Linked DNA regions of Mus musculus: regions 1, 3, 4, 5 and 6 are each linked to region 2. A link is a contact called in public ChIA-PET, Hi-C, HiChIP or PLAC-seq and promoter capture Hi-C data. All regions are on one chromosome and are shown on one strand. Each heading gives the region's core, a stretch centred on a gene start, on an enhancer-like site or on the middle of the called end of the contact. The rest is flanking DNA. Distances are from core to core; before and after follow the strand shown.

What was found. Promoter capture Hi-C pulls out the DNA fragments that hold promoters and counts their contacts. A called contact is a pair of places that touch in the nucleus more often than the background predicts. ChIA-PET counts read pairs in DNA pulled down with a chosen protein or histone mark. HiChIP or PLAC-seq counts read pairs in DNA pulled down with a chosen protein or histone mark.
Region 1: a contact with region 2 is called in an RNA polymerase II ChIA-PET map of memory CD8 T cells, with 13 read pairs. The contact joins the promoter of Rps11 here to the promoter of Cyth2 in region 2. A contact is called at or near these places in 5 of 39 promoter capture datasets (cranial neural crest, embryonic stem cells, liver and 2 more), 2 of 484 Hi-C or Micro-C datasets (B cells and neutrophils), 5 of 115 datasets of contacts at active chromatin or transcription factors (memory CD8 T cells, neural tube, pancreatic cancer cells and 2 more) and 2 of 9 other capture datasets (liver and pancreatic islet).
Region 3: a contact with region 2 is called in an H3K4me3 HiChIP or PLAC-seq map of bone marrow-derived macrophages, with 3 times the contacts expected there. The contact joins the promoter of Cd37 here to the promoter of Cyth2 in region 2. A contact is called at or near these places in 1 of 39 promoter capture datasets (liver) and 2 of 115 datasets of contacts at active chromatin or transcription factors (bone marrow-derived macrophages and memory CD8 T cells).
Region 4: a contact with region 2 is called in a promoter capture Hi-C map of liver, with 3 times the contacts expected there. The contact joins the promoter of Fcgrt here to the promoter of Cyth2 in region 2. A contact is called at or near these places in 2 of 39 promoter capture datasets (embryonic stem cells and liver).
Region 5: a contact with region 2 is called in a Hi-C map of CD8 T cells, with 4 times the contacts expected there. The contact joins the promoter of Kcnc1 here to the promoter of Cyth2 in region 2. A contact is called at or near these places in 1 of 39 promoter capture datasets (pre-B cells), 1 of 484 Hi-C or Micro-C datasets (CD8 T cells) and 1 of 115 datasets of contacts at active chromatin or transcription factors (memory CD8 T cells).
Region 6: a contact with region 2 is called in a Hi-C map of rod photoreceptor, with 2.3 times the contacts expected there. The contact joins the promoter of Pth2 here to the promoter of Cyth2 in region 2. A contact is called at or near these places in 2 of 39 promoter capture datasets (both in liver) and 1 of 484 Hi-C or Micro-C datasets (rod photoreceptor).

Annotation. Positions count from the first base shown.
Region 1 is chr7:45,122,570-45,126,256 of GRCm38.p6, forward strand. It overlaps Rps11 (ribosomal protein S11), which reads right to left and starts at 1,820. Exons shown (of 5, transcript NM_013725.4): 1 at 1,728-1,820; 2 at 850-981; 3 at 594-669; 4 at 260-389. The coding sequence starts at 1,742. It overlaps Rpl13a (ribosomal protein L13A), which reads right to left. Exons shown (of 8, transcript NM_009438.5): 7 at 3,546-3,668; 8 at 2,994-3,463. The coding sequence ends at 3,377. Snord35b (small nucleolar RNA, C/D box 35B) reads right to left here and starts at 542; the gene lies at 456-542.
Region 2 is chr7:45,812,250-45,816,029 of GRCm38.p6, forward strand. It overlaps Cyth2 (cytohesin 2), which reads right to left and starts at 2,067. Exons shown (of 13, transcript NM_011181.3): 1 at 1,849-2,067; 2 at 760-907; 3 at 598-664; 4 at 1-49. The coding sequence starts at 1,867.
Region 3 is chr7:45,236,631-45,240,306 of GRCm38.p6, forward strand. It overlaps Cd37 (CD37 antigen), which reads right to left and starts at 2,209. Exons shown (of 8, transcript NM_007645.4): 1 at 2,030-2,209; 2 at 1,870-1,942; 3 at 530-654; 4 at 372-446. The coding sequence starts at 2,098.
Region 4 is chr7:45,101,567-45,105,151 of GRCm38.p6, forward strand. Fcgrt (Fc receptor, IgG, alpha chain transporter) reads right to left here and starts at 2,256. Exons shown (of 7, transcript NM_010189.3): 1 at 2,074-2,256; 2 at 1,437-1,707; 3 at 848-1,105; 4 at 344-619. The coding sequence starts at 1,503.
Region 5 is chr7:46,394,671-46,398,268 of GRCm38.p6, forward strand. Kcnc1 (potassium voltage gated channel, Shaw-related subfamily, member 1) reads left to right here and starts at 1,798. Exons shown (of 4, transcript NM_001112739.2): 1 at 1,798-3,577. The coding sequence starts at 3,008.
Region 6 is chr7:45,178,723-45,182,542 of GRCm38.p6, forward strand. It overlaps Pth2 (parathyroid hormone 2), which reads left to right and starts at 2,273. Exons shown (of 3, transcript NM_053256.2): 1 at 2,273-2,469; 2 at 2,569-2,699; 3 at 2,876-3,116. The coding sequence starts at 2,572. The coding sequence ends at 3,050. It overlaps Gfy (golgi-associated olfactory signaling regulator), which reads right to left and starts at 875. Exons shown (of 5, transcript NM_001195255.1): 1 at 767-875; 2 at 61-205.

The DNA of each region.
Region 1 (3,687 bases), core at 570-3,069, 690 kb before region 2:
GACAAGGAGTCTTCAGGAGGGGCCTCCCCAGCAATTCCTTCATCCAGACAGGCCAAAGGGGTGGGGGCCACCCTTGCTCCACCCAACCAGTCACCATCTACGCAGTTGCTAAGACTAACAAACTACAACTTCTAGTTCCCAGACGTTCACACAGCAGTCTACACACTCCTGGACCCCACACTGCTCTGCCCATGGGACACCTCCAGCCTAGCCAGTGACTGTCTTGTCTAGAGTCATTATCCCAAGCTACCAGAGTCACCTGAAACAGGGGGACAGGTGCACAGACATGTTCTTGTGACGCTTCTCAAAGCGATTGTACTTTCGGATGTAATGGAGATAGTCCCGGCGGATGACAATGGTCCTCTGCATCTTCATCTTCGTCACGACACCTGGGAGAGTAACAGAAAGGTGTTAGCAGGTAGGAGTCAGTTGAACGGGGCTCCCAAGAAGCTCCATTTATGGCATCAGCTTTGTCAACTGGCTGTCTCAGCAGTGCCCTAGAGGACATCTGAAGACCATCGTGAGAACAGACATCACTTGCCAGCGCCCCTGGACGCAGGAACCTAGAACCACCCTTCCAACATCCCACTCACCAGACAGGATCCGACCTCGGATGGAGACGTTACCAGTGAAGGGGCATTTCTTGTCTATGTAGGTACCCTCAATAGCCTGCAAAGTTAAGAAAGTGGGGTTTAGATTACCACTTCCTAAACAGAACCAAGGATGACGCCTCAGGGCCCATACTACAATTCCCAGGGGCCCATGGGAAGCCACTGTGAAGGGGGCGGGGTGGCTGTGCTCCCACACGTGCAGGGCAGCAGGGATCTCATCTGCTGGAGGGTCCTGTACCTCTTTAGGCGTCTTGAAGCCTAGACCGATATTCTTGTAGTACCGAGGGAGTTTTTCCTTGCCGGTTTCTCCCAGCAGAACCCGCTTCTTGTTTTGAAAGATCGTAGGCTGCTTTTGGTAAGCACGCTCCGTCTGTAGGGATGAGAATTTGGTGAGGTTGCAGGTAAAGTTCAAGGAAATCAGAGACAATATTTCTTCCTTCCTACCTTCAACCTTATTTGCCCCAATCGCCAAAACCGGCTGGTCAGGGCTCTCCAACCACCCCAAGTCTAGTTTAGCTCACACACTGCGTCCCATCTAACACCTCCACAGCCTGCAGAACTCACGGCTGAGATCAAAAAGAGCTTTTCAGCCAGACTGGACCTCCAAAACATACAAATCCACTCATTCGGGATTCAAGCTTATGTCCACGTAGCCGAGCCTGGTGGGCCGGATCTGTCATCCCGGTTGAGGTTGAGGCAGGATGGCAAGTTTAAGACAAGCCTAAGCTCATCGAGGCCAGAGCTGCGCTCACACTGAAAACTACAGCGAGGTCGGGACCGCAGCCCTGCCGTAGAGCGCACGAGGTCCGGGCCTCAGTCTCCATCAAGGGGAAAAAACCTGCTTTACCCAGTGTCCCCGGCTCTGCCGCCGCAGGACTCCCGCGCCGCAGGATGCCCTCCTCCCGCCACAATCCCTCACCCGTTAAGCTCTGAGCTTTAAGAACCAACTCCCGAAGCGCCAGGGACCCCATTACTGCGTAGAGCCCGGATTTCCGAGCCGCCTGAGACGAAGGCATTCGCAGGCATCCTCGCTTCAGCTAATGCGTAAGACAACGAGGACGCCAAGGGATACGCTCCACACCGAAGCGTCGGGGGAAAGCAACTAAACGCTCGAACCTGAATGTCCGCCATCTTCCCGGCCGCCGGAGAAAGGGAGAGGCAGGGCCGCTCCCGGCTTCCTTATTCACCACGCGAGGTCGGGGCGGAAGTGACGCGGGGTTATCCTCACGGAGGTGGGAGGTACTTCCGGCGAGAGCCCGCGTTCCTGGGACTGTCCGTACGCCGCCATGACGGGGGAGGACTAAGGGGCGGGAAGATCCTATCATCTCGCGAGATTTCAGGAGCACGATGTGGAGGAAACGTGCATCATGTGGTACGGCGAGGCTTAGGGCGGAGAAGGCGTGCCGTACGGGTTGGGAAACACGTGCTGGGATTCAGTTTCCAGAGAGAAGCGGCCGTGCAGAGCGGGTCTCAAGAAAGGGGTGAACCGCTTTACAGCAGAGTATCTGCCATACGATGTCAGGAGCAGCCAGCGTCGACCGAATAGTCAACCTTTCTTCCTTTTATTAAAGGCCGACGTCACCAAGGTCGCATGTCCTTTGTTGACAGTATCTCAGGCTGCGCGTCTACCCACACTTTGATGGGTTTATGTCCTGACTACTCGTGGATGAGTGTCTAACCTTAGGTGACCACCCCAGGTAATAGAGGAACCATTTAGCCAGGTGGCAAAAGCTTGTGTCAGTTTCTCGTATTCACCGTTCTAGCCCTGCACAGATGGGCTAGAACAGTATAAAGCATATTTTCAAAATAGATTGACATTTTGAGTGGTGCTGGATCTTTTTAACCCCAGCACTCACGGAGGCATAAGGACTTGGCTTCCAGGTCAGCTAGCTGTAATAAAAACTCTAGTGGTGGTTAACATGGGAAGCATTTTTAAGATTATATGTAAGTACACTGTAGCTGTTCTCAGATACTCCAGAAGAGGGCATCAGATTTCATTATGGATAGTTGTTAGGCACCATTTGGTTGCTGGGATTTGAACTCGGATCCTTCGTAAGAGCAGTCTGTGCTCTTAACCACTGAGCCATCTCGCCAGCCCCCGGAAGGATTTGATGTTTAAAGAACCAGAAGACTCAGGCGTGGTAAATGCCTTTAGTCCCAGCCTTTGTGTCATGGCCTGACCTCCTACAGTCCAGGTACCAGCTCTTGTATCTTGGTGCTGACTTACAGTAACACCATCTAGGACAGGACCCAAGATGTATATCTGCAACTTTTGAGCAACAAAGCCTATCCCGTGAGCAAGGATTCACCCAAAGGGGCCCCCCATGCAGATGACCTGCTGGTGCCCTCTGCCCCTCTCTGCACAGCACACATCGTACACACTTAAGTCAAATAATTTATTAGCACATAAAATCCTCCAGAAAAATACTGCTTTGTGGTCTGCTGGGAAGGAGCAAGGCAGTGCTCCAAGTGTGCACTTGTGAACCCCAGCTCATGTGCAGATCTCATTTTCATAGCTGCAGAATAGGGTACTTGGTCAGGTGGGTGGGGCAGCCCTGCTACTCATTTTCAACACTGAAGCTCAACTGATTCATCCCATGGTTTGCACTTTAATAAAAACTCATGCAGGTGGTGCGCTGTCAGCTCTCTAATGTCCCCTCTACCCACAGGAGCAGTGCCTAAGGAACCTTTGGTCCCCACTTCCCTAGTTGGCGGCGGAGGAAGGGCAGGCCAGGCAGGCATGAGGCAAACAGTCTTTATTGGGTTCACACCAGGAGTCCGTTGGTCTTGAGGACCTCTGTGAACTTGCAGATTTTCTTCTCCACATTCTTTTCTGCCTGTTTCCGTAACCTCTGTGGTGTGAAAAGACACATGTCAGAGCGGTTGCTTCTCACCTGCGCCCCCCTAATCCTGGATCTCAGTGTCCGTCCTCACCAAGATCTGCTTCTTCTTCCGATAGTGCATCTTGGCCTTTTCCTTCCGTTTCTCCTCCAGAGTGGCTGTCACTGCCTGGTACTTCCACCCGACCTCATGCGCCAGACGCCCCAGGTAAGCAAACTGCAGAGGCACAAGGCTG
Region 2 (3,780 bases), core at 817-3,316:
CCTCAGGCGTGTTCTGCAGAAGTTCATGCTCCACCAAGAATTGGATCCCCTAGAGGAAGGGGGCCAGATGTGTGCCCAGGGCAGAGGTTCCTGCTCCCCACGGACCTCAGCATCCAAGCCCCCTCACCCTAACAGCATAATCACCTACACAGAGCTCTGCAGGCACCATCCCTAACCCAGGCCCTCAGCCTCTAAGGCTAATTCCAGCATGTCCAACCGGGTCTGCAAGGAGTAGGTTTGAAGGATAACTGGATACTCTACACACTACAATAAAGAAATGAAGCAGGTACCAGACACCTGTCCATCAAGCCATGAACATGGAATCCCTTCCTGGCTCTTCCTGTGTCGGGAAAACCCCTCTCTTACTGCCCTATCTCACCCTGAACTGTTAGCACTTCTATCTAGGGGATGCCTAGGCTATGACAGGGTCTTAGGATTCACAGCATTGCAAAGCACAGGGCCAGGCCCTCACTACACAGATAATCATGGAACAGATGTGTAGAGATCCAGAGTCTGCTGTCTAAAGGCTACCTATTGTCTTAACACTTCTAGAACCAGGGATATGAAAACCATGCCAGAGTCATCTTCCCCGCTAACCTTTTTGGGGTCCATGTTGAATTTCTTCCTGCCCATTGCCATCTTCCGGTTCCGCTGCAAGGTCTTACTGCAAAAGCAGGGTGGGGAGCAGCCAAGGGCCGATGCTTGAGCATCCAGGGCCCTGGCTAAGCCCCATGTCCCATGAGTGCCCACAGGCCTCACCTGCCCTCATTGGCCTCCAGACCCTCCACCTCGCTCATAGCTTCACTTAGCTCTTCTCGCAGGCGCTGGATCTCCACCAGCAGCTCCTGCTTGCGCCGCCGGATGTTCTCCAACTCCATGCGCTCCTCTGGAGTCAAGTCTGGGGGCTCTGGGGACCAGGGTCAAGAAATTAGTTCTGGGGGTCAGGACTCCTGCATCCTGAGAAAGGATTTGGGCTGGGGGCCTGGATTCCTGTCCAGAAGAGGAATGGGTACCAGAAGTCTGAGGAGAGGGAGTAAAACTGAGTCCTGAGTTTGTGTCAGAAGTGCCTAGGAATCCCAGCTCATAGGTCTGAGGATGAATTTCTGGGCCAATTACTTGAAAGGCAACCAGTCCCTGGGATTCTGGACCCATCACCACAATTAGAAACTCCTGAGTCTGAATTTTAGATGCTTTATTTGGAAGCCCTGGCTCCTTGGTCCCAACACAGTAGAACAGGATGCTTGGATATTGGAAACATTACTTGGAAGGACACAGGGCCTTGGACTCATGGCTTCATCATCAAAAGGGCTTTGGGGTCCTAGATCTCGGATGCAAATCTTGGAAAGACACCAGGACTCTGGCTTCTGGATCCACCACTGTAGGGATCCTAGCATGAACCTGGGGTGCATTTCTCGTAAGGGGGCCAGATTCTGGCTCCATCATGATGGGAAAGTTGGGGGTCCTGAATCTTGGGTGCATTTCTTGGAAAAGAAACGAGGTTCTGGTTCCGCCATAGCGGACAACGTGGCCTGGATCTGGGGTACACAGTAGAAACAAGCTACGGCAGCAGGACCCTGGGTCAGGGTCGGAAAGGACGGCGTTAAGCCTAGGTCCGCAGGAAGAAAGCCAGGCCGCCGCTCCCGCGGGTGTACGCCCCGCCCCGCTGCGCGCCCCGCCCCGCCCGCCGTCGCCGGAAGCGGGCTCGGCCCAAACAATGGCCCGGGACCCCCGGCTCTCGACCGCGCCGGAAGCCCGTCCCGCGCGCTGAAAGAAGCCTCGCCACTGCCCTGCTGTCCGCGGCGGGGCTCGGGAGCCGCTCCGCCCGCCCGCCCGCCTCGCCCGGCCTACCGTAGACACCGTCCTCCATGGCGGCTAGGAAGGCCCGCGGGGAGTCCGGGGCGGTTCCGCCGGCTGGGCCTGCGTCCGCGTCGGCCCGCGGGCTCGAGTGAGCCCGCTCAAACGCCCCAGGAGCCACCGCCGCCTCCTCAGCGCCCGTCCTCAGCGCCGAAAAGACTCTCCCTTCACGGCCCAACCGCCCGGCCGGTGGGGCCCGCCCCTTGCTTTGACACCACCCAATCTGCTGCGGGTCTCCCAGAATGCTCCGCCCCCTAGCCCCACAGGATCATTTCCAGGACCAATAGGCACACAAGAAGGAGATGCAGGCACGTACAGCTGGCGATAGACTGCTAGCCTGACCAATCGGACTGTGGGTAGTGTGCTCGGTCCCGCCCCCGAAACAAAGGAAAATCCTTGGCAGCTTTATCCTCCAATAAGAAAATTGATAAAGAAGTGACCAGGAGGTGTGGCTTCATGGAGAGGGGAGATTGCGCCTGCGCACAAGCCAGACTAGCGGTACTTAACCCTCCACCCCCCCCCAACAGGCATTCGTTGTTAGGGGGCGGTGCTTTGTTAGTTTTGTTGTCAAGGGCGGGGTCTCAACCTTGGGTTGCAGCTCGAGCCACACCTCCTGGCCCTCCACGCTAGCTTTTGACCGCAGTGGTTGCCAAGCAACTGCGAGCCACACAGGTCGGTCTTTTTGCCTCCTTTCTCAGGGTAATTCTCTGCAGGTCGCTATCTCTGAACCCTTTTCATACCTCTACATGAGACTTTCCTACATACCTCAAATCTCCTCAGAATCAAAGGATGGTAAATAAAAGCATTCTTTCTTCCAAATGTTATGGTATTGGGTACCGTGAATGCGCGGTGACTCTTCCTCCTAAACTCTCCCTCTTAGCTTCCTCTTCCTAAAATCCTGCCTTCCCCAGGCATTCTCCCAAGACACCCCTTTTTCCTCAGAATCTTCTGCCTGGCACTCTGTCAACTCTCCAAGACCCTGTGCTTAAAGTCCTCCTTCCACCCAACCTTTTCAGTTCCCACACTCCTGCCCCCCCCCCTTTTTTTTTTCTTTTCGAGACAGGGTTTCTCTGTCCTGGAATTCACCCTGTAGACCAGGCTGCCCTCGAACTCAGAAGTCCTCCTACTTCTGCCTCCTAAATGCTGGGATTAAAAGGCGTGCGCTACCACTGCTCGGCTCACTGCTCTTCTTAAACTCATTCCTCCACACATTATTCTCCTCTTTACAGGGAAAGCAGTGAGGGGCCTGTGTGATGGGGAACTCCGGCACACTTGTAAATCCCAGGCCCATGATGGGGCTTCCAGGTCTTGTCCTCATTTGTGTCCCTGAGCTGCTCAGGTGGGGGCGGATTCTGGGCCAGGACTTGGGTAAGCCTCTGGATTAGTCACGGAGCCTCCTAATCCCCTCTGTGACCTTTACGACTGGCGTGACCCATGCCTTCTCTTCTGGAGACCCTGGGTACACCAGTTCTACCCAGTTCTCTCTTTTCATTAGAATCCCATGTCCCTGCCTGTTCAGCCCAACCAACTTAGCATCCTTCTCCGCCATGGTCTCCTTTGTTCCCAGTCCCTGCCCTGGACTTGGAGGTGGGAGAGCTGCCAGCTAATTAATCCTGTCCGGTTATTAACTGGGGATTCTGAAGGATAAAGCAAGATGAGAACCAGAGGAGGGCATGGGTGGACTCAGCACTCAGGCAAGCCAGTGCCAGCGATGGTGCTGGCTCCCAGTAGGGAACATGAGTGAGGACACCTCTGCTTTCTGGCAACTCCCCTGAGGCTGGCCCTCAGCCTGCTGAGCACTTAGGCGGCTGCACCAATGGGTAAAGGCCAAGAACAGAGACCCACAATTTCAGAAATACAGGTACCCTGCCAGAGCTCCGGGGCCTTCATACAGTGACAGGGTTCCCCCTGTGAACACCTCCACTT
Region 3 (3,676 bases), core at 959-3,458, 580 kb before region 2:
ACCTGTCCTGGAATTTATTGTATGGGCCTATCTGACCTCATGGAGATCTGCCTGCCTCTTCCTTCAGAGCAGTGGAATTAAAGGGGTGTGCCATCACACATGACCCCCCCTTTTTTTTTTAGTCGATGTGACCTCCTTGGTCTGTTATGCTAATATGATTCTCCACCTCAGCCTGTGGGGATTGAGCACAAGCAACACTACTTCACCTTTCCCCTTCAGTCACCACATGCCTCTGTACTTCTGTGTCCGTGTGTCTTTCTCTGTGTGTTGTTCTACAGCCCAGCTTCCTGGTTGAGAGCAGCGCCCACCTGCCTTTCTCTCTCCCCGCCCCAGACCCTCCAAGCCTGGGGTAATGATGTTAGTAAACTCACCCGGACCCGCTGAGTGGAAATGAGGATGCCCAGGGTAATCTGTGTGGCAAACAGGAGCAGCAGCATTCCAAAATACTGAGGACAGAGTGGAGGGGGAGTTCAGCCCCTCGGGTCTCCCAGGGGCTGGCCCGAAACGGGGGGTGGGGAATGCCACTCACCAGGCCCAGGAGACAGCGCAGCTCCTTTAGAGCCCCCACACAGCCCAGGAGAGCCAGGGCCATGGTGAGGACACCTGAGACAGCCAGGACCTTGGACCAAGTCTGCAGTGGCACGAAGGACAAACCTGAGGTGGTGACAAGCAGTGAGAGTGGGTGGAGGAGAGGACAGCAGCTCCACTCGGCCACCCAGGAAGGCCGTGACTCTTGGATCCCCGTGTCCCTTCCTCTGAATCTGCCTGGGTGGGCCTCTGCTTCTGCCCCACGCTGAGGTGCTTTCTCCTCTCTCTCTCTCTCTCTCTCTCTCTCTCTCTCTCTCTCTCTCTCTCTCTTTCTCTCTCTCTCTCAGAGAAGATTTCTCTGTGTAACAGCCCTGGCCTTCCTGGAACTCTGTACTCTAGGTGGCCTTGAACTCACAGAGATCTGCCCACCTCTGCCTCCCAAGTGTTGGGACTAAAGACATGTGCCACCATGCCCAGCTGAATCCATTTCTTAAACTTTTTGAGGGCAAAGAAATAAAGGATCGATTTCCTGGACTTTCCTTTCCTTTCCTTTCCTTTCCTTTCCTTTCCTTTCCTTTTTTCTTTTTTCTTGAGACAGAGTCTCAGGTAACTCAGGCTGGCCTCGGACTCAGTAGCCAGGGGTAACCTGGAACCTTGTGATCTTCCCACCTACACCTCCCCATGCTGGAATGTCAGGTGTGGGCCACCACATATATCCTAGAATTGTTCTGAGCGAGGTTCGAATGAAAACGCTGTTCAATTCAGCGGTCAATGTGGTGAGTCTGAGTTGCTATGGTTTTGGTGTCCCCTCCTTAAATGGTTTCCTTGTTATTATTACTTTATTTTTGCTCTTCCCCTTCCTGGCTGTGTGACACCCAGCAAAAGACTTCCCTTCTCTGAACCTCAACAAGGGAGAGTCTCTGAGTTCCAGTCCAAAATGAGACACAGGAAGTATTTGAGAAATAGCTATTATTTCTGTTATTACTGTTCCTAACCGCGACCTCATGGTGCTGTGGTTGTTTTGGAGGCAGGACCTCATTATCCAGCCTGGGCTCCAACCCACTGTGTAGTCTAGGATGGCCTGGAACTCCTGATCTCCCACCTCCTGCGTGCTGGGATGACAGGCATGACCGGCTACATCTGCTTTACACTTCCTACTTACCAGCACACATCCAGCTTACTGGCAGTGCCAGTGGGGTGCCAGTCAGAGCTGGAGCCCTACCTGGGAAGATAGTAGCTATTGAGGGCCTCCCCAGGGCGAGTGAGATATCAGGAGATGCCTTGGGGTGGGATTCTGGGTTCAAGTCCAAAGACCCTCCCCTACTGCGCAGCCCCCCTCACCCACAAAGGACACGAAGCTGGTCTTGTCAATGAGGATCCAGGTGCCGAAGCAGAAAATCAGGCCGCCTAGTACCTAGGGGAAGAGAAGAAATGAGGCTAGGGCGGATCAAGGGCCACTGTGGCCCTGGAACCCCGGCTGGGTAGCCATGAGTAGACTCACAAAGAAGAAGAGGTTGAAAACGAAGAGGAAGTACTTGATGAGGCTGAGGCAACTCTCTTGGGCGGACATCTTCGCCTAGATGGGGAATGACCCACTCGAGAAACCCAGACAGAAGAGGTGTTGGCCGCAGGGGGGAAGGGGAATAGTGGGCAAAGAAAGACAGAGACTGAGAGGCACAAAGGAAACCGGCAGAGAAAGAGGAAGTTCCGGGGGGGTGGAGCTCCACCCCGCCCTGTTCATTTAGTGACTGTCAGCGGGGGCCCTATCTTCTTCAGGGTTCCATCGAGTGCACAGCAGTACCTGAGGGTCCTTGGAATATGTGGGTGCCAGGGACACAATGGGTTCCTCGCAGGTGTCCATAGCTCAGGCAGGGCGCACAGGGGCTTCTGATGGACTTCCACTCACGTGGGTCCTGGGACTTCAAGGTTGTTTCTGCAGAGTTCAACCTCACAGACACTCTGACCTCACTGGCTACTGGCTCCGCCCCCTGCACCCTGTGATCTTCTGCTTAGCACCCATTAGCCTCGAGCCACCGCGCTGTCTCTGCCTCTCTGTCTCTGTCTCTCTGGGCCTTTGCGGTCTCTGTCCTGTGTGTCTCTTTCCCTGGGTCTCTCTCTTTGCTCTCTTTCTTCTAGAGCAGGTGCTCCGATGTGCTTGGGGGCCAGGGTTGGACCCCTGGGGAAGTGAAAGGGCTGCAGAGGAGGTGTGACAGTCCCAGGAGTGAGGAGGGCAGCGAGGCAGTGCCTGAATATCCGGTGGAGGAAGTGAACCTCAGATGGCACTTCCTACCTCTGCGGAGAAACCTGAGGGGAGGAGGCCCCAGAAAAGCCAGGCACTGGAGTGGGGGTCACTTGAGCATACCTAGCATCTTCAAAGTTTCCTATGATGTGCCCAGAAAGAAGTCCCTGACACTTGTCAAGTCCCCAGTTCCTCACAGATTTCTAATGTGGGAAGTTCCTATCACCTATCTACCCAAAGCCTAGTTCTCTGGGACAGCAGCTGCCTTCTGAGACATGTCTCATCTATTTTCTTTCTGTATGTGTATTTGTATGTGTTAGTGTGTGTGTGTGTGTGTGTGTGTGTGTGTGTGTGTGTGTGCGCGCGCGCGCCTTTGGAGGCCAGAGGACAACATTGGAAGCTGTTCATCTTTTTTTAAAAAAATTTTAACGATGTGTGTGTGTGTGTATGTCTGCGCCACATGGTGCTTATAGAGGGCAGAAGATAGATAAATTTTCGGGACTGGGCCTCTCCTGCCACAGGCTGTGCTCCAAGGCAGGTTCTGCCATCTCCAATAAGCCAAGTAAAAGAACCAAATTTCTAGAGGAAACAGAAAAAGGTTTACACACAGTGTGGTCACATTTAGAAGGGCACAAAGCGATCTGGTGATCCCCTTCAATTCATTTTTGGGGTCCCTCACTGAGACTGAGGTGTAAATAGAAGGCTAATGTTATGCATGTCTATGCAGTCCACCATGCGGTCCTACCCACCACTGACCCACCATCGTCTGGGCTTCAACCTCAACCTGTGGTCGCCCAAGCTCTTAGAGCCGTGTGAAATCCTATTCAGGGACACGCTAACCATTGGTTGGCATCTTTTCCCTTTCCCAGCATGAGATTCCTAGGGGGAGATTCCCCTTTCTTTGTGCTT
Region 4 (3,585 bases), core at 1,006-3,505, 710 kb before region 2:
GGTACAGCAGCACACTCCTTTTGTCCCAGCACTCAAGAGATCTCTCTGAGTTCAAAGTCAGCCTGAGACCCTGTCTCACAAACAAGAACAATTAGCTGGGTGTGGCAACACACTTAAGTCAAATCAGCACTTGGAATGGGCTAAGAGGATCAGGAATCCAAGACCATCCTCAGCTACACGATGAGCTCATGGCTAGCTTGAGCTACGTGAGAGCTAGCCTGGGCTACATGAGACCTTATCTTAAAGAAGATCCACTGGGATAGGCGAGAGGGGTTGTACTGATGCTGGGTGGGCTTTGAGCATGGCTGTGGAGATCTAGAGGAGGGACAGGAGATGGGCTCACCCTTCCACTCCAGGTTCCGTCGGCCCCTCTCCAGGTGGCCTAGCAGTCGCTCCGGACAAGAGTTTAGCAGGAACTCGCTCTCCTTCCTGGCCGCATCAGGCTGCTTCATCCACAGATTAGCAACGATTTCCGTCTCAGGCCACTCCCCAGTCCAATTGCCGATTCTTGGGTTGAATTTCATAAACTCCTCACCATTGAGGGCAAACACAGCCGTGGGCACTGAGGAATTATCCGAGGCCAGTTCACAGCCCAGCAGGCCCTGCAGTGTGTAGGTCCCTAGATGCCAACACGCAGGCAAGCAGACTCAGGAGCAAGGGCCAGCCTTCCTCTCTTCTCCTCCCTCGGACCTTGAGGTCCAGATCCCAACCTTCCCCCTTATTCCTAGGGTTCAGACCTAATCCTCCCACTTCAGGCCTAGGGCTCCAGCCTCCTTCCTTGACCCAGGAATCCAGACCCATTATCCTTCCTCAAACCCAGCCTACTGAAGCTCACCCCTCTTCTGACCATTTAATATCTTCTCCAGGGTCTTGAGGGCCTCCAAGAAGAGCTGTTCTTTGCTTTTGAGGTCTGTGGTCTCCTTCTCCCAATACCAAGACACCTGATTTTCCCACATCCAGGCCCCACAGGGGTCAGCTTCCTGCCGCAGGCTGTTGTAGGTCAGATACTGCTGAGGACCCAACCAGCCTGTAGCCCAGAAAGAGGGAAGCCCCGTAGATGGGTTTGACACAGCCGTGAGATGATACATCAGTGGGGGGCGGGTCTCTGCAGAGCAAACAGGAGAGTCTCGGGTCACGGACTGCACCGTGCCCCACAGAGGTGCAGAATGAAAACTGGACCCGATCTGAAGTGCCATGATCCTCCAGAGAGAAGGGGACAGACACCCAGAAAGGAAGCAAGACGGACAGACGGACACAGAGACGAGCCTGAGATTGTCAAGTGTATTTGACTCAGATGCACAGAGAAGTTACCCACAGTGAGATTTCCATGAAGGCTAGGACATCATGGAAAAAGTGGACTTATTGTCCCTCTTCCACTCTTTGGCTCTTCTTCCTGTCCCCTTCCTGACACACTCCAGGTCCTGGTGGCCTCTTACCTGAGCCCCAGGTCTGAGGCAGGAGGACCAACAAGAGGCTGAGGGCCCAGGGCAGTGGCATCCCCATTCCGACAGGGTGACCCGGAGTGGAAGGGACACGTGACTCCTCTGGACCCCGCCTTGTTGATTCTTCACAAGGTCCCTGTGGACTCTTCGTAGACCAGGACGCTGGATGGTGGGATGGAGACCCAGTCCAAGACGACAGACAGGAGTGTTCCTCTGTGAACTTTCACCTTCTCATTTGATCCACTTTAGTTAATTAATTACAGAGCTAGACAGACCAAAATTTGTCTCAGACTTCTGTTATTTCCTTTTTCTCCTCCCTCAGACCAGAGGATCCAGGCCTTCTCCTCCTCCCTCATTCCCAGGGGCTCAGATTTCAGCCTCAGGAGCCCTCAAACCCAAGCCAGGAGTCCAGTTCCACCTCCCTCAGATCCAGGAGTCCAGTTCCAAGATCTTTCCTCAAACCCAAAACCCTAGGCTCCGGCTTCATCCCTCAGACTCAGGTGCCCGGGGTCCTGCTCTCCTTCCTCAGACCCCAGCCTCCTCTCTCCCCCTCAGGTCATAACACTCCTCCCTCAGACCTGGAGCTCCAGGCCCCAACCCTCTTTCCTCTTGGGGTGCTGGTCCCTCATACCTAGAGAACCAGGCCTGGGCCTCCTCCTCTGACGCTCAGCCTGTTCCTCACAGAGGCCCTCTTCCCTCTGCCTGCAGCCGATGGATCCTCTGCTTAGAGCCTCCAGTTCTTCTCTTACATCCTGTCTGTACACAGTTAGGACTGGAGAACTCTGAGGGCATCCAACTCCACCCACTAGCTCCTAAGCACACCCCTTGGGCCTCTGTCCAGCCTCTCTTGAAGTTCCTGCTGTATCTGGTTGGAAGCCTCCCGGGGCAAACGTCATTAGGCCTGCCTCCCAAAACAGCTTCTATGTTTACTCGTTTGGAGCATTTTTGGAGTAGACTCGCAGCCCTGGAAAGGCCTGCACGCTGAATGTGACTTTAAGACACCCCAGGATTTGTGGGCTGTGGGTGTGGCTTGGTCATGGCATGGTTGCCTAACACACAAGGTTTGGCAGCAGCCCACTCCCAGCTGTAAGCCTGCTCTGATTTCTTCCATGTGCCAGCACTTGAGGTGGCCCCAACCCTGCCTACACACTCTGTGATGAGAGCCTTTGCCTTTGGCCCCTGTCTCCCACCCTGCTGCCCACCCCAAGATCTTGCCAGAAAAAACACACAGACACACAGAGAGACACTGACAGACAGGTAGGTTGACAGGGTAGATAGACAGCAAAGAAGAAAGGGGGTGGGCGGCAGCACATGCCTGTAATTCCAGCACTAAGGATGGAGGCCGGGAGGCCAGGGGTTCATGGCCGGCCTGGGCGGCAGGGAATATAAACAGCCGAGAGAGGGAGACTGACAGAGCCGTGAGTGGTCGACTGGTGGTCAGCAGATGGACCAACAGGCTGAAGTAGATGGGCAAAACCGGTGTGATGGGGCAGGCCTGGAACCCACACACTTGAAAGACAGAAGCAAGAGTCTGGAAAGTCTGGAGCTGACGAGACAGCTCAGCAGTTAAGAGCACCTGCTGCTCTTGCAGAGGATCCGAGTTTGGTTCCCGGCACCCACATGGTGGCTCACAGCTGCCCATAACTCCAGTTCTAGGGGGTCTGACAATTTCTCATTGAACACCAGGCAGGGATGTGGGGCACGTGTATACACACAGGCATGAATAAAATAAATAAATCTAAAAAACCTTTTTAAGGGCTGGTGAGATGGCTCAGTGGGTAAGAGCACCCGACTGCTCTTCTGAAGGTCTGGAGTTCAAATCCCAGCAACCACATGGTGGCTCACAACCATCCGTAACGAGATCTGATTCCCTCTTCTGGAGTGTCTGAAGACAGCTACAGTGTACTTACATATAACCAATAAATAAATTAAAAAAAAAACCTTTTTAAGAGAGAATAGAAAGTCAACCACTCCTACCTGCCTTGACCTCCCTCTCCCTCTGGTCTATATCAAGTGTGTGTACAAGTGTGTGCGTGTGTAATAATGGTGGTGGTGGTGGTAGCGTGGAGGCAGCAGAGGGGTAGGGTAGATGTGTCAGGACAGGAACTCATGCAGCCCAGGTCGACCATGAACTCCTGAAGCC
Region 5 (3,598 bases), core at 548-3,047, 580 kb after region 2:
GGAAAGAAGCTCTGGAGGCACACGCAGTCCTTTGATAAAGAGAGCTGAACTAGAGAGACATTTGGAGAGCCAAGCTCTGCTCCTATGTGGCTTTGCAGACAGGGAAGAGGGGGCAGCCTGAGCCCCTGTGGCTGGCTCCTCAGGTTTCCTGAGGAAGAGTCTAGGGAAGCCCCTTTGTCGGTCTGCCTCTTGACCGTTCACAGCTGAGATTGTACATGTCCTTGTCTCTGCATGCCTCTTTTTAAAAAAAATCTCACTTCCGGGGTCTCTATTAATCTTAGGATTGGGCTGAGCATCCTGAAAGCCACTGTCCTAGGGATCTGAATCAGGGCCAGGCTGGAGGTGCATCACTCTGGACCAGGAGATGGGACAGACTCTGGCCAGAGAGAGAAGGGCACTGAAAGCCATCTATCCTGCCTCACTCTGAGACCAAAGGGAATGGCTGTCTGGAGGAACGCTGTGATTAGTTTCTGGAGGGAAGAGGTCTCCTCAGACTTTTCTCCTCTTTGTCTGTCCATCTCTGCCCCTTTCTGATAACTCTGCCTCTCTGCCTCCCGCCTCTCACCCCCTCTCTACCTCCCCGCACTTTCCCCCTGTGACATGAAGATCTGTTTTAATTAGTGCTGTGATTCCCACGATCAGGTGGGGAGATAGGTCACAGGTTTGTCCCTAGGCTCGCAACAGTGCCTGGGGGTCAGTATAGACAGACAGCTATCTGCACTGTTAGCCAACAGGTAAGAGTCTCTCGCTTCTTAATTAAATCCCCTGTGCCGGGGCAGCCTGTTCGATTGTAGTGGACAGGAATCAATAAGCATCTTTCATAGCCCAGTGGCCTCTGGAGCTGGGCCTGACCTTCCAGTCCCTCTCAATCCCACCTGCTCACTTCTTTAAAAAGCTGGGAGTCCCTGGAGGTTGAGAGCTGGGTCTGACTTGTCCCGTGTGATTTTTGTACTTGGTAGAGAATCTGGAGCAAGTACGGAATGAGAGCTAATGACTGTTGATTAAATAAACCTAGGGGTGAGTGGCAAGCGTGGGCCAGAAGGACTTTGAAGTTAGAAATACGATCTCTGTCCCCAGCATTAACTTCCAGTATGTAGGGACCACAGCCCTGGACATGCATGGCTCACCACCCAGAGTGCCTGAAGGGGAGCGAGGCCGCCAGTATTCAAGGGGCTGAGCAGTCTTTGTGCATGTTTTCATAAGGTAGTTCAGTTTTCTGGGTAAACTGAGGTCTGTCTGTCATGGTTGTGACTAAGCCACCCTAGAATCAGGAAGGGTTCAAGGCCTGAAAGGGGCCAAAGGGATCAAGAGGGGCTCGGGATTGATCATTAATGGTGAGTTAGGACAGAGGGATGGTGAAAAAGGTATTATTTTACAGTCCCTGTAAGAAGTTATCTCTGAAAGAATCATTGGGCCTTCAGGCTTCCCCGGGAAGGGTCGGTATTAAAAGATTCCTTAAGAGGTCAGTCTCGTCCTGGTCAAGGAATGGCTTGTCTGCTCAGGGTATCAGATGGCTCCTGGGTTAGAAGAGGAGCTGGCCGCCGCCCTTCTCACCTCGGTGTGACGGGGGCGCGGGCCCAGACGTCGCTGGGAGCCTCCGCCCAACAAGTGGAGCTCCCCTAGGGCGGAGCGTCGGCGGGTCCCCACCGAGCAAGAGGCAACGAAGGGCGGGCGCCCCCAGCGCCAGGGTTGAGGGAGGCGGGGTTCGGTGCCGGCCTCGGAGGGGGGCGCAGAATCAGGGCTTTTTAGGACCCAGCGCGGCGCCTCCCTCCGGGGGCGAGTGCGGCTGCGCGCGCCGTGTGCCCGTGTCCGGAGAGCCGCGGGCTGGACGCGGACCGCGCGAACGAGCAAGCGAGCAGGCAGCGGAGCAGCAGCCCGGAGGCAGCAGCGGCGCGGCGGCGGCGGTGGCGGCGGTGGCCGCTCCGCGCCTCGCCTCCCTGGCCTCGCCAGTCTCGCTGCGCCGCGCCCGGACCTGCCACCCCCGCCTACCGGGCCCGACCTCGGCAGCGCCCCTCGCCTCGGCTGCCAGCGCCACCCGCCCTCCTAGAGCAGAGAGCGGAGTGCGGGGCGCAGAGACACCGGAGCCAGTGCCCGCCGGCCCCGCCAAGCAAACCCGGCCGGGAGAACCTTCGCTCGGCCCAGCGCAGCTCCGCAGCCGTCCGGGAGCTGTCCCTTCAGCACCGCCGCGGAAGCCTGAGTCCCAACGCAGCCCAGCGGAACCCCTGACCCAGCCCGAGCGCACAAGGTGCTGCGCTCAGCGGCCGCCCCGCGGGGCAGCACCCTGGTGCCCCTACCCAGGGGACCCGCCATCCCCTCCGGGAGGCGGGGAGAAGGAACGAGGAGGGAGGTCAGGCAGCTTCACCCGCCACCGAGGGGAGTAGGCAGATAGGCAAGGAGAGCCGAAGGGGACCGGTCACGCAGGGAGGAGAGCAAGCCGCATCCGTCCCCACCGCACCGGGAGCGCGCTGCAGCGACCACCGCAGAGCCAAGCGCGGATTTCTCGTAACCCCCTCTTTCCCAGCTGGGGCTGGTCTATCGGTCCGGCCCCCGAAACGGAGCAGCTGACCTTCCCCTAAAAAGCTTTGTGTCGGTTTCTCCATTTTCCCGCTGAGATGATACCGGGAGCCCGGCCCCCCCATCCTCTCTCCCCTCCTCCCGGGCCTCGCCGCTGAGCGCCGCCCCACTCCCTTCCTCCCTCCCTCTTTACCTCCCTCCTCTCTTCCACTGCCTCCTCCGCAGCCAGGCCAGCTCCCTCTCACACTAGGCGCCTTAAAGACCCTAGGGAGCCCGTGCACACACCCCTGGACCCGCACCTGCCTGACAGCTCCCCCTGAGGGAGCTTGGCTCGTTGGTTGGGGTGGGTGGCCAGAGCCGCGGTCCTCTGTGCCCCCCGACGGCTGGGGGGAGGGGGGAAGAGGCCCTGCGCCCCCCTCCCCGTCGCCAACTCCCCCTGGCGGCAGCTCCCATGGGTGTCGCTGGGCCGCGCCATGCCTAAGGGGGCGCCGCGATGGGCCAAGGGGACGAGAGCGAGCGCATCGTGATCAACGTGGGCGGCACGCGCCACCAGACGTACCGCTCGACGCTGCGCACGCTGCCCGGCACGCGGCTTGCCTGGCTGGCAGAGCCGGACGCCCACAGCCACTTCGACTATGACCCGCGTGCCGACGAGTTCTTCTTCGACCGCCACCCGGGCGTCTTCGCTCACATCCTGAACTATTACCGCACCGGCAAGCTTCACTGCCCGGCCGACGTGTGCGGGCCGCTCTACGAGGAGGAGCTGGCCTTCTGGGGCATCGACGAGACGGACGTGGAGCCCTGCTGCTGGATGACCTATCGCCAGCACCGAGACGCTGAGGAGGCGCTGGACAGCTTTGGCGGTGCGCCCTTGGACAACAGCGCCGACGACGCGGACGCCGACGGCCCCGGCGACTCGGGCGACGGCGAGGACGAGCTGGAGATGACCAAGAGATTGGCACTCAGTGACTCCCCAGATGGCCGGCCTGGCGGCTTCTGGCGCCGCTGGCAACCGCGCATCTGGGCGCTGTTCGAGGACCCCTACTCATCCCGCTACGCGCGGGTAAGTGACTGCTTATCCATC
Region 6 (3,820 bases), core at 1,023-3,522, 630 kb before region 2:
CAAAGCATCTAGAGCCACGCCCACCCAAACGCCACACCCACTCCCAGAGGCCACACCCACCGGCTCCCAGGAGGTCCAGATCTGTCCAGGGACCCTGGCAAAAGCCAACAGCAACTCCTTGGAGGCTGTGGGATGGTAACCGGTCACCAAGGATACAGGACTTCAGGGATTCTTGGGAGTGGTAGTGCGTTTTCCAGTGGGGTCCCTGAAAAATTGGGACAGGATGACACCTTTTCAAGATCCCACAAATATTAGATTCCACCTTCAGAGGGTGTCAGATGGCCAAGGGGACATAGGACAACCTTCTCCCAAGGCTCTTAAGAGGCCAGGACTGCAAAGGCTTTAACACCTGAGGATGATGAGAATGAAGAGCTGGGGCCCAAACTCAGTGGGAGGAGGAAGACTCCACAGTCCTGAGATGCAAACTGTTGGGCTCTGAGTCTATGTCTCTGGTTCTTGGCAGAAATTGGGTACTTAGAGATTTTGAATATTGGGGCCTACAAGCAGGGGTGAAGGGTTACAGGGGGAAGGACATGGGATCCCTGGACCACGGGCTAGATGATGTCTGGATCTTAGAGTTCCAGGGCTTTAAGAAATAGGGATGTGAGGTGTGGACTCCTCAACCTGATGGGGATGCAGACAGGACAGTGGGCTCACACCCCTGTTTACAGAGCTAGGGATCCAGTAACTCCAGTGGTGGACTGGAGATGCAGGAGTGAGTGAGTTGGGATGGGACAGGGTCATCCGGAGTCAAGGGGGCTCTTACCTGCTCGGTGGTATCAAAGACAACAGCAGGTGATCAGCGCTGAACAAAGAGATAGGCAGGGAGTGCAGCCGAATGGCGCTGGAAGGAACAGGCAGTAGGGTCCCAGAGGCACACAGGTGACAGGTGACGCACCTGACCCCCTCCCTGGGGAATCCTGAGAGCATAGCAACAGGCTGGGATTCTTAAAGGGACAGAGACATAGGATCTCATCGATAAGGTAGAAAAGGAAGTTAGAATTGGACCAAGCTGTGATCTCTTTGCAGTGAGGGTTTGGCATGGTGTGATGATACAGGCCTGGGATCCCTGCTCGCAGAAGGCACAGGCAAGAGGATTATGAGTTCAAAGCAAGCTTGGGTGACTTAGTGAGACCCAGGACAGCCTGAGCTACAGAAACTCTAAAACAAAAATAAAACCCAACCAGTCAAATATACACACACAGAACAAAACTATCAACCCAACAGACACAAAATCCAGCTGGGTGGTGGTGGAGCACACCTTTAATCCTAGCACTTGGGAGACAGAGGCCAGTGGATCTGGGTTCTAGGCCAGCCTGGCCTACAGAGCAAGTTCCAGGGCAGCCAGGGCTACACAGAGAAACCTTGTCCCAAAATACAAAGTAAGTAAAAATGAGTTCTATGTCCTCTCCCACTCCCCACTCAAATCTAAGGATCTGAGTCCCTGGTACCTTTTTAGTCTAACCTCACCAGGCCATACTGCTCTCTTCAGACTGAAGAATCCAGGAATCCAGGCTTTCGGAACATAGAAGTGGGGGGCCCTGTCTGGACCACCTTTCTGTTTGGGATTCCAAGTTTGGCTCCTCATCTCTGTGGAGGTAGGAATCCAGGGCCTGTTCCCTTGCCCATGATACGGGAAGAGGGTGTTGCTCTTTACCCCCACCCCACCCCTCTTTAAGACAGTCTTAATATGTAGCATACACAGGCCTCAAATCTGCAGTGGTTGTTTCTGCCTCCTGAGTGTACGGCACCATAGGGTGGCCTTGGGAGCCCCCTTGAAACATGCCAGGTATGAATGGTTGGCCCTAATCTTCACCATACCCCCATGTCCCTTGTAGGGAGGGAAAGACTTTTCCCAGTGGAAGCCCAGGGCCTCCTGTGTCCCATTTCACGGTGGTGACTTCACCTGTTTGCACACTACCACCGCCTGCCTCTCTCTCTGTCTCTGTCTCTCTCTGTCTCTCTTTCTCTCTGTCTCTCTCTTGTCCCTGGCTCTCTCCTGACCAGCTCCTTTCCACACCCTCTCTTCTCAGCCTTCCTCTCTTCCTTCTTGCTTTTCCCTTCCTAGGCATCTTGTCTTTGCCCTTCTGTCTGGAGGTTATTTCTTTTCTGTCTTTCTCCCTTGTGTCCCTCTGCTCTCTTTCCTGCCTCTCTCTTGTGTTCTCGACTTGTGCTCTGATGGTCCCCCTCTCCAGTCTCTATTTTTATCCCTCTGACACACCCCTTGTGTCCACCTCTCTGTCTGTACCACCACCCCCCCTTCTTCAGTACTAGCTCTGGGTCCCAATTAGTTGGTGTTGGCCACGGCAGCGCAGGGCCCCACCAGGCTTCTCATTACCGCTGGCGGCTCCTAATGAGCGTGGGGTGGAGTGACCCCGCGCCCCCAGCCCGGCCTGCGTCACTGCCGCCGCGGGGGCTGTGAGGGTATATAAAAGGGGCGTGAGCATAGCTGCCTGAGCCCACTGCACGGTAGGGGGTCCTGTAGGAGGCTGGTGGCAGGGTTGGATTGTGGGCCCTAGGCTTCTGGGCGGGATGATGACATTGAGATTCTGGCCCCTGTATCCACAGGTGATGGAGACCTGCCAGATGTCCAGGAGCCCCCGAGAGCGGCTGTTGCTGCTTTTGCTGCTGCTACTGCTTGTGCCCTGGGGCACTGGCCCTGCCTCAGGTGTTGCCCTGCCCCTCGCTGGTGTGTTCAGGTAGGTGTGAGGTCCCGGACACCCAAAGAAGGGAGGAGAGGACCCCCCGCCCCAAAGGAAGGCAAGATACCGCATGCGGGGAGTTGGGGAGGGCAGGGGTGCTTAGCGTCGGACTGCAGTGGGGACCCGCGGTGGCCTGTGGGGCCTAGCGCGCAATCACATCTCTCTTCCCCCAGCCTCCGCGCCCCGGGTCGTGCCTGGGCGGGCTTGGGTAGCCCCCTGTCTCGGCGCAGCCTGGCGCTAGCTGACGACGCGGCCTTTCGGGAGCGCGCGCGCCTGCTGGCCGCCCTGGAGCGCCGCCGCTGGCTGGACTCTTACATGCAGAAGCTGTTGCTACTGGACGCGCCCTGAGCCTAATAAAGAGCCTGTCGCACTGCGACTGCGCCTCTTTGCTGCGCCACTCTCTTGTGGGTGTGTGGGGAGGGGGCCCCACAGCCTCACTGCAACCGGGACCCTCCGCATCCTCGCTTCTCCGGGTTCCCTCTTGGGTCATCTGCCTCGAGACTCTTGTTCTCTCTGGATTCCCTCGCCCGTGGGTCCCTGATCCAGCTCTGTTTTGGTCCGGTTTTTTTTGGGGGGGGGGGAGGGATTATTCTTCCGAGACAGGGTTTCTCTGTGTAGCCCTGGCTGTCCTGGAACTCACTCTGTAGACCAGGCTGGCCTTGAGCTCGAGAGCTTCGCCTGCCTCTGCCTCCCAAGTGCTAGGATTAAAGGCAAGCGTCACCATATCCTGCTGGGTCGGGATTTCATAACCTTTTTGGGCCTCGTGTTTATCGGCCGGGGAGGGCTCCAGCAGTTCCGAGCTGGACCGCGGCAGGTGCCGGATAAGGAAACTAAGCAGAGCCCGCGGCTCGGGGAGGCGCAGTCCCCACCTGTTTATTCGGAGAGCCCGCGGAGCGAGCGGACCGCGCCCTGATTGGTCTGAAGAGGAGGGTGGGGTCCAGGAGACCGCCCTCCAAAATTTGCATTTTCTGGAGGCGGACCGAGCCCTCATTGGCTTTTATGCTGTGAGGGCGGAGTTGCCTCTTGCAGCTCCTGCTCGGTCTACCGCGCAGAAGCAGAAGCGGTTAGCAGGAGGCGCACACAGAAATCCGGGTTTCCGCGAGGCGACACTTAACGCC